Regions from separate parts of the Gossypium hirsutum genome. Here region 1 is linked to region 2. A link is a contact called in public Hi-C data. All regions are on one chromosome and are shown on one strand. Each heading gives the region's core, a stretch centred on a gene start, on an enhancer-like site or on the middle of the called end of the contact. The rest is flanking DNA. Distances are from core to core; before and after follow the strand shown. Region 1 holds the start of LOC107927739 (VQ motif-containing protein 22). Region 2 has its middle 17 kb from the start of LOC107920691.

What was found. Hi-C and Micro-C count contacts between places; a contact is called where the count stands out from the background.
Region 1: a contact with region 2 is called in a Hi-C map of leaf, with 2.1 times the contacts expected there. The contact joins the promoter of LOC107927739 here to the enhancer-like site in region 2. A contact is called at or near these places in 8 of 34 Hi-C or Micro-C datasets (cotyledon, fibers, hypocotyl and 2 more).

The regions. Positions count from the first base shown.
Region 1 is chrA12:9,711,451-9,714,228 of Gossypium_hirsutum_v2.1, reverse strand. LOC107927739 (VQ motif-containing protein 22) reads left to right here and starts at 1,357. Exons shown (of 2, transcript XM_016858844.2): 1 at 1,357-2,006; 2 at 2,115-2,472. The coding sequence starts at 1,557. The coding sequence ends at 2,177.
Region 2 is chrA12:9,632,893-9,635,608 of Gossypium_hirsutum_v2.1, reverse strand. No RefSeq gene overlaps it. Among protein-coding and RNA genes, the nearest start is that of LOC107920691, 17 kb to the right of the region's middle. Within about 2 kb of position 1,323, at least 2 of the 9 cell types and tissues checked have an H3K27ac peak or open chromatin away from gene starts, as enhancers often do. A contact at or near this core is called in leaf, where this site is marked.

The DNA of each region.
Region 1 (2,778 bases), core at 108-2,607, 79 kb before region 2:
TTGTGCATGCTGCTCCTGATTAATGTTGAAATTGAAAAAAAAGAAAAAACAGTTTGAACTTTGAATTTTGTTTCTTCGAAAGGGATAAGCCGTTGTAGGTTGAAGGCATTTAATCTGAGTCACATGGTAGATAGTGTAAAGCCACATACAAAGAGGCAGAGAGGAGTGATTAACACTTGGTCAACTTCTATCTTAATTCCATACTGTTCATCTTTGACCAATTACCATCATCCATTTTCTTAATTTGGTGATGGTCAAAACAAAAGAATATAGTAATAGTCGTCGTTTCCACACTTCAATAAAAGAAGCGAAATTTCCCCCCCATCTTTTCCCATTCATACAACCAATGCATTTTGGGTTAATAATGAGTATAACGAATATGGAAAATAAAGCAAATAAAATGGAGTTCATCTGACAAGCCAAACAAACAAATATCAAAATTCAGCATTTATTTCCTTTCTTTTGACTGACTCCCCTGCTGAAAATACCACTCATTAGTAATCTTATCTCATCAGCTTGCTTAACAAGCAATAAATCCCATCTGAGTTCCTAATAATATTAGAAAAAAGAAGTCGAATTGGCATCCTTAAAGTAAAACTAGTATTCGCACGAGCTACAATTCCCTTATATTATATTAATCAAGTAGTACTATTTTATGTTTTTTCTGTAAATATGACCATAATGTAATCTCAACAATTATTAGTATATATGGTTTCTTATTCTACTTGCTATCCGTTATGTCATCTTCATTATCAATATGCCCTGGACTGCAAACTTTCTTTATTTTTCTACTTCACGAGAAACCCATGGCAGCAACTCAGAAATAGCCAGCAAGCTATAATTACTTGTTTCTGTGTTTGGGTTTGATAGAAACTGATTTTGGATGTATTTATCATGAGATTGGCATGGAATAGGACTGATGTAAGAGGGCAATGTGGAAAATATGAATCTAGAAGCTTGCCCATTTTTATTATGTAGCTAGCCGGTATATTTGGTATGCTGACTTTTCAAAACCTACAATTTCCAATCTTGCATGTTGTTTGGGCAAATTCAGCCTCCTTTACTGGGAATTGCCTCTCACCAATTCAATTCAATTCAAACTCATCTATATTTGATCGTGTAAGACATGTATCGTCATGTTCTTATGTATACATGCAACTTAATGGAGAAGAAAAACGGAGGAAAATAACCACACTTTAAATTCATTTGTTATTTTCAAGCAATAGGTTGACCGAGAAGCAAAGACCCACCAAAAGCAAAGGTCTAAACTTAGCCTATAGGCATGTGATATGTTGATGATGACCCATTTGATAATTGATATTAACACACGTTGTTTCCAGGAAGCTGCTCTGCTTTGGGCTCAAGCAGTTTAATCTTCTCTGTAAGCAGGGTCAAGAGTATACCTGTTTACTTTGACCAGACATTATCTGTCACTAGTATATATGTATGAACAAATTGAAGCTAAAAGTTGTTCCTTTCTATAATCAAAGAATTCCCCCCCCCCCCAAAAAAAAAAAATAGCAGCGAAAATCAGTGAATTGATATTATTCCTTTCCATGAACTCCTCTACGGGAACCTCCAGTGAATGGATGCAATTCTATGAACAAAGTATGGATGAAATGTCGGCATCATCATCCTTGGGATTCTCTGATGTTGATGCCACTATTGTAGCCTCTTCGGAGAGCAACCAGCTGAACCTTAGCTCAGGAAGAGATGATCAGTTGGCAAAGGGTTCTTCCCCAAAGCCAATAAGAAGGCGGGCAAGAGCTTCCAAGAAAACACCCACCACCCTTCTCAATGCTGACGCCAGCAATTTTCGAGCCTTAGTGCAACGATTTACTGGTTGTCCTACAACACCACCCCTTTCAACCAACAACAGAAGAGGCCCTATCAACTTGAACTTTGCTCTCGGGAGTGATCAAAATCAGAGCGGGACTGCAAGTTCCGTAATGCCAGCCGCTGCCAACGATTATTATTATCCACCAAGTCATCAACAACATCATGCGGTATCATTCCCCAATGTTCACCCCGATGCCTACTTTAGCTCTTCTAGCAGTAGAGCTAACGCCGATCAGATCCTCCACGATTTTGACTTGGATAATATTTCTTTGCAGGCGTTTAATAGGGACGTCCCTTACACCAATGAAAATGCAAATGATGGCAAGTACTTCTTGTAAGGATTTATGTTTACTTAATCTACCCATTCATCACCTACTTTTGATGTCTTTATTCAAGTACTTGAATTTATTTAGTATATCTTTTGTCTGTATCCATATCATAGACAAGGAAACAGGAACTACAATTTCTTTACTTTGATCTTTGAAGGATATGAACAATAAACATTGAAGCAGTGTCTTCTTCTTCAGACAATACTATAAATTTGTTCATATAGGAATGTAATATAGCAGCGCAAACAAAAATAAGGGTTATTGTATAAATCTAACCCCATCAAGGGGCTTTACTTTTCCTTCATTCAAATTTGAATCCATCGCGCTATCTCACTTCGTTGGGCATCGGAGCTAAAATAAACAAACGACCATATACATACACAACACTAGTATAGTTTTGCTACAGGACACTCCCATCGTACAAGTTTATGATATCATCCACAACCAACAACAAGATAAGGAAGAAACCCAATAAATTATGGCAATGGATTAATAATTGATGACCATGAATCTCATGCATGTACAATTTATTTTTATTTTATTGTTTTTCTCTAAAAAGTTAACAACGATGATATATAAGGTTGCACACTGAACCAATGAAAACATGTCA
Region 2 (2,716 bases), core at 74-2,573:
TTTTTAATACATTTTGAAAGTTTAAGTATTTAATTGAGTGAAAAAAAGGACTTAATTACTATTATTATTTTTTAAAGTTTAAGAGCTTTTTACAATTTACACCCTTAATCCTTTAACTAATCAGTTAATTAAAAACAATTATAATTGGGGTAAAATTAGATATTTAATCTGTTAAAATCACATTAATATATTAGTTATTAACATTTTAAATGCAATTAAAGTGTTTAATGGAATATAATTGCCTCATAAAAATATGCGAGCTATAAAAAGTTGATTATAAAAAAATTAAATAGCATTTAATATCTTTTAAAAAAATATGTGAGTTAAAAAAATTGATTATTAACAGTTTAAATAGTATTTAATATATAGTTATAAAAATATAAAATGATATAGTTATTACGTCAGAGATCTTTTTGCTGCTGCAAAGAGATGTTGGTTGTGAATAAACTTACCCACCCAGAGGTTGGAAGTTATGATCGAAAAATGAAAGGATTTGTATAAAATATAATATCTGAAAAATTAGATTAAATAAAATTTAAGATTTGTTTTTTATATGAGTTGAATTTTAGGTAAAATTTTTTTAACTCAAGTTCGGCTTGAATATTGTGTTATAAAATAATATTATATTAATTATATATGTTAAGTAATAATTATATATATTTATATTAAACTACTAATTCAATTATAATTAAATCGATTACATAAGATTTAAAAAAATTATCTAACTAAATAACCCAAATTAAAATATAAAATATAAAATTTTAAATTTTAAATTTAATAAAATAAAGTATTTATTATATTTATTTGTGTTTTTTTAATATAATAAAATATTTATTATATTTATGGTATTTTTGAATATAAATATTTTTTTAATGCATTAAAAAATTTTATTTTAATCTTTTTTTAGTACGTATTATATATTGTTAAAAAAGTTAATTTTAAATAAAATTAATTTTAAGAAAATTAAATATGAAAGAACTAGATTGAGTTTGAATTTACTTTTCCTAAAACAAATCGATTTAAATAAAAAAAACAAACTCATTTTTTAAACTAAGCTAAAACTTAAAAAAATAATCTAAATATCTTATATACACCCAACTCGACTCACTGAGTAATTTTAATTGTGAATGTGAGTGAAAACGTTTGGTAGAAATTTCCACACATACTCCATAGTATAATTTAATGATGTTGGTTTGAAAGTACAAAGTGGTCAGAAGAATGCTTTGGAAAGCAATGAAAATAGAAAACCAAATACGTACAAACCAGTCCACCTCCAATCTCATCGTTGTGTGTTGGGCTGGAATATAATTTCCTTCCATCTTCCCTTGGCTCTATGTATCCATTTATTATTGGTCAACATGGGATTAAATTCCAGTCAGATGTCCCTACCACTTAAATATTCATTTCTGCAATGACTTTTAAGCAAGATATATATGCCATTTCGATGGAGGCCCTTCGTAATGCATTTTGGTTTCCAGTATTAAAAAAAAAATTAATGTACAATAAATTAAAGAAAAAATTATTATTATTTTATTATTAAAATTTAGTCTTTATATATTAGTAAGAGATAAACATAATGCGTCATGTACACTATCTAATTATACCATTAACTATACTATTTTTTAAAAAATAGAAAAAGTAAAATATGCATGCATCCATAATTCTTTAACCGATGTAACTAGTGTTAAAAAACTAAAAGTTTGGGGTATTGACAAAGTAAAAATTTGGAATAAATTAATTAGAGGGGATTGACTCAGTGGCAGCACTGCCTGATATCAGCCTTTCCTAATTAACTATACTACCAAATTCTTAATTCCTTCGATAGACGACGCTTTAGTTTTCAAATTCAACATTAACCCAATAAGACGGGTGGATCTGTTCAAACTTCAAACCATCTAAAAGAAAACATTACTTCTAGCCAAATTAAAGAAATATGCTGAATTTTTTAGATATTTAAAGATTTATGTCTTTTTTTATATTTTTATCGAGATATATTGTTTTTAAAAAGATAAATAAAACACATTCTACAGGACACGTTTTTATGTCAACAGTAATTTTTCCCCTAACGGTCACAATTCCAACAGCTACATTAATACCCCAACAACCATATATTTTTCTATATAAACCCTTCCAAACTTCTTTTTAAAAAAAATTTTTTAAACTCATTTTTTAATTTTCAATTCTCTCAATAATTTCGTTTTAAGTCTTTCTCTGAATCCTATTCTCTTGGGTTTTATTTGATTCATTATAATTTGTAAAATAACAAATTAGCTTATTCGTCTGGATGACAAACATATCTCCGGTGTTTAATTTACAAATAGTAAGAAAATATTATTAAATTATTTAATTTCAATTAGTTAATTATTCCTCTTTTTTGCACCGCACAATAACTCGTCCCTGCCCGAGATCTTGTTACCCCCAACTCTGTCACAGATTATAGTAACAAGCTCGTCGCCTTTGGTGATTATGCATAAAATGAATTACTTGATTATACTCAAAGACCCCTATATTTTTCGTCTTTAACTTTTGTTGAGTTTTATAAAACATTCTCCTTTGATGAGGTAAAACTCGTTGTCGTGGCCGCATAACCACTGCCAACTAGGGTTCATATATGCTTCATCACTTGATAGCATAACCTTTGTAAAATTGAAGCCCTAGTAAAACTTCAACTCAGGACAGTATAATTACTGTCAACTGAAACTTTGAGTTGCGATGC